Linked DNA regions of Oryctolagus cuniculus: region 2 is linked to region 1. A link is a contact called in public Micro-C data. All regions are on one chromosome and are shown on one strand. The core of a region is the stretch at or near the end of the contact, and the rest is flanking DNA. Distances in the headings are between cores, read along the strand shown. Region 1 holds the start of SELENON (selenoprotein N). Region 2 overlaps MACO1 (macoilin 1).

Evidence for each region. A called contact is a pair of places that touch in the nucleus more often than the background predicts.
Region 2: a contact with region 1 is called in a Micro-C map of ear pinna, with 3 times the contacts expected there. The contact joins the enhancer-like site here to the promoter of SELENON in region 1. A contact is called at or near these places in 3 of 6 Hi-C or Micro-C datasets (ear pinna, skin fibroblasts and an unstated tissue).

Annotation. Positions count from the first base shown.
Region 1 is chr7:145,610,487-145,617,076 of mOryCun1.1, forward strand. It overlaps SELENON (selenoprotein N), which reads right to left and starts at 1,321. Exons shown (of 12, transcript XM_070079057.1): 1 at 1,118-1,321; 2 at 559-676. The coding sequence starts at 1,303.
Region 2 is chr7:145,852,168-145,858,020 of mOryCun1.1, forward strand. It overlaps MACO1 (macoilin 1), which reads right to left. Exons shown (of 9, transcript XM_070079065.1): 9 at 5,798-5,853. Among named protein-coding and RNA genes, the nearest start is that of LDLRAP1, 31 kb to the left of the region's middle. Within about 2 kb of position 3,549, at least 5 of the 8 cell types and tissues checked have an H3K27ac peak or open chromatin away from gene starts, as enhancers often do. A contact at or near this core is called in ear pinna, where this site is marked.

The DNA of each region.
Region 1 (6,590 bases), core at 71-2,570:
CAAGTTATAATTCATTACAGTGCTCCAGCCCCTCATCGAGTCCCCCTCCCCAAATCACGAGGTACAAATGGATGGCAGGAATGGGATGGGTGACATGGTGACAGCAGCTGGCGACAGGTACCAGCTCTTGTGTCCTGAGTACGCGTACTGGCCCCTGGCCTGCGTGCTCTCCAGTTCTCAGATCTGGGAGCCAGCGCAGGACCCTGGAACCAGACTACGGCCCTATCCCCGGCTCTCCACCCTCCTGGCTTGTGGCTTAGCGTCCCAGATGATGGACTCAGGATTGTGGACACAGGACACAGGACTTGCACACAGGGCTGTGCCAAGGTTTCTGGAGAGACGTCCCCTGAAGGCGTTGTGAGGCACCTGGAGCTGGGTAAGGCATGTTAACTACATCACTACTCACGGCCGCAGGGAAGGAGGCAGCTCCCCCAAGCCACCAGCCAGAGGGGTCGGGGCCGCTTGGACCCCTGAGGGATCGTCCCTCCTCTCCAGGCTGCAGCTCAGTGCGGGCAGAGAAGCCGGGACACGTCCTGCACAGGCCCAGCCTCTCCTTACCCGTGAGCTTCTCAGCAATGGGCCTGAACTCCTCGGGGCTGATGGACAGATCCTGGTCCGTGTCCAAGGAGGAGAAGAGAAAGAAGCCTTCGGTGCCCAGGGCCTTCCGCGCGGATTCCTGCTCGGGAGGAAGGGCTGGGCTGAGCACCACTTGGATGCTCCCTGTGTCCCCTGATGAAGCCACTCAGCCACCATGGTCCCATATCCCCCAGGACCTCCCAGTGTCTCCCTGCAAACCTCTGCACCGCCCTGGGGCCCCCAGCCCCTTCCGGTCCCTCTGGTCCCGGCTTCCTCATCTGATGCCCCTCGCAGTCTGTCCCACCCTGCCCTCAGGGCCTGCCCACTTCACCCGGCTCTTGCACCACCGCTGTCTCCTGTCTTGCGACCCCAGCCTCCCACCGCGCCTTTGTCTGCGGTCACTGTCCAAGGCAGCCCCGACCTCACCCGGGCAGATGCTCGGCTCGGCCGGCCCAGCCACCCCCGCCCCGACACACACCCTCTGCGCCCACCCGACCCCTGCCCACCAAGACCCCACGCGGCCCGGCCCGGCCCAGCCCACCTGCCGCGCGGCTGCTTGGGTCTCTGCGTGGCGGGCGCAGGCCCGGGCGGCGGCGGCGGCGGCAGCGGCGGCGAGCAGGGCCCCGAGCAGCGCCAGGGCGCGGGCGCGGCGGCTCGGAGGCGCGGGCGGCGGCGCGTCCGGCTCCAGGCTGGGCGGCGGGCGCTCGGCCGGCCGGGCCCGGCCCATGGCGGCGGCGCGGCTGCGGTTCCCGGGCGGCCCCGGCGCGACTCGCGGGCCGTTGCGGGCGGGGCCCGGGCCGGGGCCGGGGCAGGGGGCGGGGCCGCGGCAGGGGCCGGGCCGGGGTCCGTCTGCAGCTGCGGGCTCCGCGCTCGCCCAGAGCCTGGCGCTTCCGGCCCGCGCACGGCGGCCGCCCGCGGTGGCCAAGGCGTCGGTGCAGTCTGGAAGGGAATGCGGGCCTCCTGGCCACGCGGGCCTCCTTCCCCGGCTGCAGTGGATCAGGCCTGCACCAGGCCTCCGCTCCCGTCCCGCCCGGCCGAGTCCAGAGAGCCACTCCAGACAGGGGCAGGGACGCAGAAGGGGGCCGGGCCGCGGGGTGGGGGTGGGAATCCGTGCGTCCGCGGGTCCCGGGGTTGGGGGAAAGGGCTTCAGGGTCCCCGCAGTGGGCAGGTGCGGGGGAGGCCGGAGGCGGGCACAACCGGTCCCCCTGCCAGGGATCCCACCCGCCCCACCTCCCTTCTACCCCTCCTGTTTTCCCAGACGTCTTCAGGCATCGTCAACAGCAACAGAAGGAAAAGGCGCAGCGGGGTCTCTGTGGTCCCAGCCCGTCCCGGCCCTGGCGCAGGGGTGGTGGCCTGTTTCAGGGGGTTGTGGTAGGCAGGGGCTGCGGGTACCCAGCAGGCCACATCCCCCTCCCTAGGCCCAGGGATGCTGTCCCTGCTGGAGCTGGGGCACCCTGGGGAGGGCCTGCTTGGGGGGAGCCTCAGGGAGGGGGGCTGGTGGAGTCTGGGGATAGGTTTCCGTGTGGGCAGGGTCCCCAGCAGCCCCTCGGGGCCCCTGGAGGGCTCCATCTGTACTTCCGGGCAGAGGCCCAGCTGCTTTGCCCCCCACAGGAGGACTCTGGGCCCCGGGCAGCCAGCAGCACCCGTGCTGCGAGGACATGTGGACCCCAGTGCCTGTGCACCTGCCACTCAGGATTGTCCACCCGTGTTCAGGTGAAGCCGTCTGAGCTCTGGCACCCAGATCTCAGTCCACATCTCTTGCCATCCGGCCTCCCGGGGCCTCAGGGGATGGCCCAGCCGGTGGCAGAGGCGGGGTCTGCTCCACCACTGGCTGGCCTTGGCGTCCGGTCATGCCAACAGCACGTGCTCGCAGGGCTGTGTGGCCCCTCCACAGTGTCAGTGGGATGAGTGGCTTGCTCAGCCCAGCCCCTGCCCTGTGCTCTGGCCCCGTGTCTCAGGGGCACCCACAGAAGAGCTGACATCTGGCGCTGGCTTCCCACCTCCCAGCAGTGCCACTTCCAACTCATTATTGCTAATGTTTGGGGACACCCTGCATACGACAGATGCTGTTAGAAAACCAAACTCCGTTCTATCAGGAAGCAGAACTAACAGAGCAGAAAGCAGGTTGGGAGACAAGATGGATGAACCCGGGCCCCTGGGAAATAAGGGAGGGGTGGTCCCCTGGCCTGGCCAGGTGACTCATTTATTACTCCAGCTTTTTGTCTTTAGCGTCCCCTGTGAGTGCCGGTTCAAGTCCTGGCTGCTTCACTTCTGACCAGCTCCCTGCTAATGCACCTGGGAAAGCAGCAGATGATGGCCAAAGGACTTAGGCCCCTGCCACCCATGTGGGAGACCTGGATAGAGTTTATGGCTCCTGGCTTCAGCCTGGCCCAGCGCTGGCCATTGTGGCCATTTGGGGAGTGAAGCAGTGAATGGAAGATCTCTGTCATTCTGCCTTAAAAAAAAAAAAAAAAAGACAAACACCCCGCTGGTCCCTGTTGCGGGGCTCAGGAGGGCAGGAGGGCATGGGTGCGGTGCAGCTGTGAGCTCAGGTCAGTGCGTTTCCGGGAAGAGGCTGGCCCTTGGGGCTGGCTCTGGGGGATGTCAGCTCTGCAGGGCCTGGTGGCACCTTTCCCAAGAGGGCTTGGCTCCCAACCCAGACCCTAGGCAGGACAGGGCCTCGGGGGACCACGCCCATGAGGCTGCTGTGGCAAGAGGTAGCCTTGGGTGGTGTCCCCGCAGCTCCTTTCTGGCCCCAGGGCGGGCGAGCGTGGCAGCTGAAAACTAGCAGCAAATGGAAACCATGAGGTCAGTGACGCAGGGCCGAGTCCTCGAGGATCTCATGGCTTAGCAGGGACATCAGATGTTCACGAAGGGCCAGCTGGTCTGTTCTGGGATCGGGGATTGGTCGGAGGACGCAGCGGGGTCTCCCCTCCCCTCCCCGGGGAAGTCAGTGGCCGCTGGTCTCCTCCCCAGCCTCAGAAGACACGACACAGGGCAGAGGTCCAGCCGCTGTTGAGCCACAGCCTGCAGGGAGGAGCCCACTGTGTGTGGGCACAGCAGAGATGAGGCCCAGTGGCAGGAAGCTTGGTGGCGCCCGTGGCGTTGCCAGGACACAGTCCAGTGGCCGCAAGCAGGGGAGCCCAGGGTGCGTGAAGGGAGAGGAGGAGGCGGGGAGCCAGCTCGTGGAGAGCCTGGGCGTCGCCCTGCAGACGCGGTGGCTGGGAGGGGAGTGCGGTCTGGGTGACATCCAGGCGCTCCACACGCTGTCCTCTCCTCTCCCTGGGCCCTGCTTCCGCCTGGAGGCGCTGAACTCTAGCTTCCGCCTGGCTTCACAGCTGCGAGGGTGCAGGCGTAAACACTCTGGGCTGCTCCACCCTCCCGCGGGAAGAGGGGGCGGCTCTGCCGGCTGCGGCCACTTGAGCCTGCCTTGAGCCCTGGGCTGTCTGTGTCTCTCTCATACTGGAGCCCTGGGCTGTCTGTGTCTCTCTCATACTGGAGCCCTGGGCTGTCTGTGTCTCTGTGTCTCTCATACACACAGGTGCCTGCCCCCCAGTAGCATCCTGTCTCCCTGGCACGAGGCGAAGGCCCTTCCTCCTGCAGGGGGCGCTGCTGCTCTCCGAGCACATTGGGGTGTTCCATTCCTGCTCTGCCAGGGATAGTGAACCAGGGAACAGGGCCCTGTGGTCTCATCTTCTTGTGTTTTTCCTCTGTTACTGGGACAGTGGAGACGTTGGTGACAGCGGCTGGGCCAGCAACATGTTTCATTCTAGGTAAGATGTGAGAACATCGTAGGGGTGTGACCAGGGTGGCTTGCTTTAAAAAGACCTTCGAAACAGTCAAAAAGCAGAGCAACCCAAATTCCCACCGATGAACGGGTAAATAGAACGGGTAGGTCTGCACAGCGGCTGGCATTCGTATGTGGCGACACACAGGAAGCGAGGACGGGTGTGTGCTGCAGCCCAGGCAAACCCAGGAGCCGGGCCCTCAGACCACAGAGCGCAAGACTCCACCTCCGTGAACTGTCCTGAGCAGGCAGAGCCTTCGAGACCGGAAGTGGATGAGTGGTTGCCTGGGGCTGGAGGGGGGTGTGGAGGGGGTTGTGGAGGGGGGTGTGGAGGGGTGTGTGTGTGTGGGGTGTGGGGAGTGTGGAGGGAGGGTATGGGGGTTGTGTGGAGGGAGCATGCAGGGGTGTGGGGGGTATGGAGAGAGGTTATGGAGGGGAGTTTGGAGGGGGATGTGGAGGGGGGTGTGTGTGGGATGTGGAGGGGTGTGGGGGGTTTGGAGGGGGGTGTGGAGGGGTATGTGTGTGTGTGTGGGGTGTGGGGAGTGTGGAGGGAGAGTATGGGGGTTGTATGGAGGGGGCATGCAGGGGTGTGCGGGGTATGGAGAGAGGTTATAGAAGGGAGTTTGGAGGGGGATGTGGAGGGGTGTGTGTGTGGGGTGTGGAGGGGTGTGTGGAGGGGTGTGTAGGGGTGTAGGGGGTGTGGAGGGGTGTGGGAGGTTTGGAGGGGGGTGTGGAGGGGTGTGGGGGTGTGGGGAGTATGGAGAGAAATTATGGAGGGGAGTTTGGAGGGGGATGTGAAGCGGGAGTGTGGAGAGGGTGTGGAGGGGTGTGTGAAGGGGATGTGGAGGGGGGTGTGGAGGGGGTGTGGGAGGATTGGAGGGAGGGTATGGGGGTTGTGTGGAGGGGGCATGAGGGGGTGTGGGGGGTATGGAGAGGGTTATGGAAGGGAGTTTGGAGGGGGATGTGAAGGGGGAGTGTGGAGAGGGTGTGGAGGGGAGTGGAGGGGGTTGTGGAGAGGGGGTGGAGGGGATGTGGAGAGCAGATGTGGAGGGGTGTGGAGGGGTTGGTAGGGGCGTGTGGAGGGGGTGGAGGTGGGTGTGGGGAGGGGGCCGTGGCTGCAGATGGGGACAGGGCTTTCTGCAGCGATAACGTGGGCCCGAATTGGATTACGGTGCTGGCTGCAAACCTGAGCATCCTACAAATGCATGCAGTGTACACTTTTTAAAAAGATGTATTTATTTATTTATTTGAAAGTGAGAGCTGCAGAAAGAAAAAGAGAGATTCCATCTGCTGGTTCACTCCCCAGATGGCCTCAAAAGCCATCTGAAGCCAGGAGCTTCATCTGGGTCTCCTGTGTCGGGGGCAGGGGTCCAAGCACTTGGGCCATCTTCTGCTGCTTTTCCCAGGCCATAGCAGGGAGCTGGATCAGAAGTGAAGCAGCTGGGACTCAAATTGGCACCCATATGGAATGCCAGCATCGCAGGCAGCAGCTTTACCCGCTACACCACAGCGCCAGCCCTGAACTATATGCTTTATTTTTTATAAACGTATGGCTTTTCACAAAAGAAGTTTCTGCTTAAAAATATTTATTATATTTACTTGAAAGGCAGACTGACAGAGAGAGGCGGGAGAGATAGAGAGAGCAAGAGATCTTCCATTTGCTGGCCGCAGTAGCCACGCTGGGGCCAGGCTGCAGCCAGGAACTCCATCTGGGTCTCCCATGTGGGCGCAGGGGCCCAAGCACTTGAGGCGTCTTCTGCTGCTTTTCCCTGCTTTCAGGGAGCCAGACTGGAGAGCAGAGCAGCTGGGACTTGAACGGGGATGCCAGTGTCACAGATGGAGGCCTGACCTGCTGCGCTACCATGCTGGCCCCAAATTGCACACTTTTTTTTTTTTTTTTTTTGAAAGGCAGAGTTACACAGAGAGGGAGAGCCAGAGATAGAAGAAGATCTTCCATCAGCAGGTTCACTCTCCAGTTGGCTGCAATGGCTGGGACTAGGCCAGGCCAGAACCAATAGCCAGGAGCTTCTTCCAGGTCACCCATGTGGGTGCAAGGGCTCAAGCGCTTGGGCCATCTTCTGCTGCTTTCCCAGGTACACTAGCAGGGAGCTGGATCAGAAGTGGAGCAGTGGCTGGCGCCGTGGCTCGCTAGGCTAATCCTCTGCCTTGCAGCGCTGGCACACTGGGTTCTAGTCCTGGTCGGGGCGCCGGATTCTGTCCCGGTTGC
Region 2 (5,853 bases), core at 2,299-4,798, 240 kb after region 1:
GTAGACATCAGCGTGGTCGGCGTGGTTCTCGCGGGCAGTCTGGGGCCAGTGCGCTCACGTCTCACCGCGGCCCCGGCTCCAGGCCCCGGCACAGAGCATCCTCGGAGGTCCTCGGCCGCAGCCAGGGCAGAGGTGTCCTCTCCTTACCTCTGTGCAGCAGAACCCTCCGAGGAATTCCAACCAGCCAGCCCAGGGTCCCCAGCTCAGGCTCGGGGAGGGCGTTGGCCCTGGACAGGGGCCATTATGAGAGCACCCAGGGCTGAGCACGGCCCGGCTGCCCCTCACCCTGCGGTGTGCAGAGAGCGAGCCGGCCCTGAGCCACCAGAGCTTCTGCCTTTTCAACAGGAAACCAAAGAATCGAGATATGAAATCTCCCAGGTGTTCACTGTGAGTTCAAACGCAGTCCATGCGCGGGTGGAACACCGCGTCTGCGGGCCGCCGAACAGGACCCAAGGCTGCAGTCTCAGGTGCTAACCTTGCTGCTGCCCTCCCCCCAGGGCCTGCAAGAACAGCCCCCCAGGTCGCACTCGGGTGGGAGCTGCCCCAACCCACACATGCCAGCCACATGAGCCCCGCGACAGGTGTGCGACAGGTGTGCAACAGCCCTGTCCTCGCAGGTGCCGTGCGTTCCTTGTCCCAGCACTTGGCCCGCCCTCCCCGCCACCCCCCAGGCAGATACCCAAGCAGAACCAACAATGGGGGCTTTCTCCCTCCCCCACGCTGCCACCCTCTTTCCCCTTGTTTTTTTTTTTTTTTTTTCCTTAGAGTTGTTTTGGCTTTAATCATAAAAGTAATGTCTATTGTGGAACATTTAAATGTATAGAGTATCCTTTCGTCTTAAGTGCCTTTTGGATTTTGAATGCAGATTCTAGGGTGCTCTGAAAAGTCATTCCCAGGCCAGCGTGGGAAGCCCCCAGAGAGCTCCTGGGGGGTCGCTGGCCGCTCCTCCTGAGGGCCAGGCCACTGGGCACCACCACGAGGCGGAGGCACCTGACCTGGCCTCTGCTGCCTGTCCAGGCGGGCTCCGAGGTCCCCCTTGCCACCCAGCAGCCAGGCTTACTATGACACGTCTGGGGCAGAGCCTCGGCTGTGCTGCGCCCTCTGGTGGCAGCAGGGAGAGACGGCTTCAGCGGCACAAGCCACTGTTCCTTCTGAGAAGGGCGGCCGCTCAGGCCCTAGCCCAGAGGGCGAGTCAGGAGCTGGGTAGGGGGGGCCTCGGGAAGCTGTCTCACACACAGAGGTGATTGTTTAACAGGCTGCTTCCGGCGGCTGTGAGGACACCTGTCGTTTGACCACGGTGGTCCTGAGTATGGCTGAGTGTCCCAGCAGCACACCATGTCCATCGAGAGCTCCAGGCAGTCAGGGGAGGGCTGTGCCCAGTCGAACACACCTGGGGAGCACCCCTGCCACCCCTCAGCTGGGCAGGGAGGCAGAATGGGTCATCTCCCAGAGTAACCGATCCAGGGCTTCCTGGTGGTGGTGGTGGGGGGGGTCAAAGGCCCCCTCGGGGTGTGCAGCTCAGCCTAGAACCCTCGGGAGCCCATCCTGAGGGTCTGCTGGGCTGGGACCCAGGCAAAGGCAGAGGAGCTGAACGCAAGCCCTGAGAGAGGAATCGAGCAGAGATGCTCCGAGCCAGCCGGAGGAGAGAGGGAGAGAGGCAGCGTGGCACCCACCCCCAGAGCCCTCCTGGTGGACGTCTTATACGATCTGCTGGCTGACCGCTGACTTGCATTGCTGGGCGCTGGGTCTAGGGCTGTGTGGGCTGCAGGCTCCCTGCAGCGAGGTCTCTCTCTCACTCTACCTCTCAAATAAATAACTAAAATCTTTTAAAAAAAAAAGAACAAACAAAACACGCTCTCAGTAGAAGCCAGAGATGAGCAGGTGGAAGACGCCACAGTGAACACGCTGCCTGGGCTGTTTCCACGTGTCATTCCTGCAGCCCTCGCGGTCGCAGACCCGCGATTTGACTTTGACTTTGACACGCCTCAGCCTCGCTGCTCAGGAAGCTTCCTTCCCTTGGCGAGCATTTGCGGAGCCTGGTCGTCGTCTGGGTTCCAGGGTCAGGAGCAGACATCCTGACGGCCGTTTCTGTCCCCCTAAAGCTGACGCTCTAAGGTGTCCCAAGGGAAAGGGACGAGATGCAGAGTTCTCCGCCTCCCGCGTGGCGGCCCTCGCAAGCTCTTTCTTCCAAAGTCTGTTTTTTTTTTTTTTTTTTTTAAGATTTTATTTTATTTATTTGAAAGAGAGTTACAGAGGGAGGTAGAGACAGAGAGAGAGGTCTTCCACCCGCTGGATCACTCCCCAGATGGCTGCAATGGCCGGAGCTGTGCTGATCTGAAGCCAGGAGCCACGAGCTTCTTCCAGGTCTCCCACGTGGGACCCAATTCTGCTGCTTTCCCAGGCCATAGCAGAGAGCTGGGTCAAAAGAGGAGCAACCGGGACAGGACTCAAACTGGCGCCCATGTGGGATGGCGGCACTGCAGGCCAGGGCTTTCACCCGCTGCGCCACAGCACCAGCCCCTCGGCGTTCTTTCTGCACGAGGTTAAGAAAGTCAGCTCAGGACGGGACTTCTAGAACAACCTGCGACCCCATCACCAGGAGGTCTTGTTAAAACGCAGTCAGGTGGGGGCGGGGCCCACACAGTGGGGCAGTGCAGGGCAAGCGGCCCAGGGGCGGAGCCCGGAGCCAGGGCCCCGCCTTCACCAGGAGTTCTAACTCCCGCCTGGGAGGCCCCGGGGAGTTTCCAACCTGCTCTTTTGCTTCCTGTCTCTTTCAGGCGGGCTGCAAGGGACCTTCCTGAAAACCGGGGAGGAAATGCCCTGGCCCCCGAGGTGAGGGGAGGCCCCGAGCTAAGGGTGGCGAAACCGGGAGCTGCCTCCCATCCCTGTCTGAGGGCCCTGCTGTGCTCCAGGGCCCCGCAGGAAGCCGAGCAGAGGCGGCCAGTGCAGCTGGGCTGCGGGAACCCGGCACTCACAGGTCTGGCGGGGGGCCTCCCCTTCCAGGCCCTGCTGCCAACAGTTTCTGGGGTCCGACTTCACTGACCTGCTCCGAGGCAGGTTTCTGCTGTCCCTCTCTAGGGGTCTCCGTGCAGTATGGATGGCACGGTTGGGGAACGGTTGGGTGGGGCTGGGACATGGCATAGGAGCAGGCCCGCTCCCTCCCTGCCGGCTGGGGGAGTCACAGGAAAGCGTTCACTCCCGCTTTATGGGATCTCTTGGCGAAGATGATTCCAGGGACACTTCCTTATGCACACTTGGCAGATGTCAACAGAGATGTCAGAACACTCGGCCCGCCCTTCCTGTGAGCCGTAACCATCCAGCAGGCCAACCGATGCTTCCTGGCATGCGGTCAATTACAATGCACTGAGACGTGGAGCCACTGTGGGATGCGCATAAAATAACAAAGACAACTGGAGACTTCCTGGGTGGAAAGGAGAGAGACTTCCTGGGTGGAAAGGAGAGAGCCGTAGGCAGACAGCCCTGCAGGGAGAGCGGCACCCCGGCTGGCCTCGGTGTTTCCCCTGGGGGATTCCCTTCACGGTACTGAGTGTGCTGTGTCTGCAAGTGGCTTAATAGCCCAGCCTCTGGAAGACTACCCAGGGGTCAGGACGCAGGGTGAGGTGCCAGCAGCAGAGTTTTCCAAAACTCCAGCCAAGATCAGTTGCAACAATGGCCAAAAACGGCCGCTGGCTCCTCGGAGGCGAGCACAGAGCCTCCGCGGACCAGGATGACACAAGCGGTGGCCTTGGAGCGCAGCTCCGGATCTGAGCAGGTAGCAGGCCCAGCAGGGTACCGGTCACTCTGCAGCCAAACAAGATTCCAGAAATTCGGAGCACAGGCATGGGTGAAGGAAACTTGCTTGCAAGATTTGCTCATTGACACTCCCCACCCCTGACCCTAACTTGCTTTTTTAGGAAAGGAGGGTGGTACTGGAAAACAAGTTGGCCTTGGCTGGAATCAAATGCCAGAGCGGGGAGGGTGGGAGGGAGAGAGAGAGGAGGGAATGAGGAGAGAGGGGCAGAGGGGGAGAGAGAGAGGGGAAAGAGAGGGAGAGATGGGGAGAGAGAGGGGCAGAGGTGGAGAGAGATGGGGAGAGAGGGGCAGAGGGAGAGAGAAGGAGGGGCAGGGACAGAGAGAGAGAGGACAAATGCGAGTGTTTACATGTTGGAGAACAGCAATCAAATTCACATGCACCCTGGCCCTTGGCGGGGCTCCTCTGGGTCGGTGCCTGCTCCCGGCCCGCTGACACTGATGGCAGATGGGCGGAGAGAAGGAGGGACCAAGACAGTGAGCGCGAAGCCCTGCTCAGTCTACCTTGCTGTGCCCTCCTGAACAGTTAAAAAGGCAAAAACCAAAACCAAAACCAAAAAAAAAAACAAAAAAAAACAAAAAAAAAACTAGTTTTAGCCATAAGAAAATGTTTATTCTTTTGAACCCCACAAGGAAAAAAAGAATGCAGCCAAGACCAAGTATTAACGAAAAGTGTCCCAAAAGGCAGCAAAATGGGGGCTCCCTCAACACGATTCTCCACGTTGTTGCACAGAGATGGAGAGAGCTATGACAATTCTAAGTAACACTTTCGTGGCAACAGTTACACAAGAGGATTCCAAAAATGCAAATGGCAGCAACATGCACACCTGGCTAAAGCTAGAAGCTTTTTTTTTCTTAATCCCAAAATAAGATCTGTGATTGAAGGATGGTTCTTTTTAATGCTTCTATTTTACTGACTTGCTTGTCCTACTTAGATTGCTTTAAATAAGACATACATGCCAATTAACTAGAGGGACCATGTCCTTCCAGAACCCATGGCAAGCAAGCAAGACCAGCCTATTTGGTTTCTTAATTTTTCCTAGTTTCCAAATATAATTTACTTGTCCCACTCTCCCAATCCCTCCCCCTCCTTCCTGTTTCTTAAACACTTCCAAAAGTTGCCTTGCAAACTCTTTTCTATCCACGTATAATACACGCGTGAAACTTGTACTTTGTGCAGTTTTGAATTTAAAAGTCTTAAAAAAGAAAAAGCCCTCCTTGGCACAAGAGCTGGGGAATAGTCAAGCTTCTTTTAAATGGTCAAACACAAGATGATGAGAAGTGGAGAAAACAGTTAAATGAAATGGAAGGGGAAAAAACCCCTAGACCTTAGCTTTTATTAGCCGCCGTCAGAGTCTCGCACGCATGCACGCACGCACACCGCCCGGCTCCCGGGCCGGCTGCTTTACCAGGGACGAGCACACAGCACACGGCGCCTTCCGGGGAGAGGAACGCAAGATGCAGCGGCCGCGGCCATGCCGAGCCCAGCTGCCCACCAGCATTACGGCAGGACCCACGTGAGTGTGACGGAGAAGACAGGGATGGCATGGGGGGGGGGGTGAGGACGACGCGTTTGCTCTGGACGCCTTTCCCAAGGCACTGAGGAAGGCTGCTGCCGGCCATCTCCTCGGCCTGAACACACCAGGGGTACCAGGACTTCCCACGCAACCGTGCACACACGCCAGGGCAAAGCCCCGGCCCCCGCTTACGTCACGCGCCTGGAATCTGAGGGGCTGGAGGGGCAACCGATTTGTTTCCTGTAACATCAGGAATCTTCTTTAATGTGGCTGGGGAATCAAGGCTGTCGGCTTACTTCACTTCTACTCTAAAAACTAACTTTCCATTATCAACCCGTGTGAATCCAATGTGCAGTTTTTGCTTTTTTTCTTTTTTTAAGAACAAAACAAAGGGTGGAAAAGCAAAAACTCTGCTTTTTTTTTTCCTTCAAGAGGGAACTATGTAAGAATACATAAAAGGCAAAATTGGCTACTTGAAATCCAAGAATGGTTTTAATGTGTTGGCCGAAAAAAATAAACTGCAAAG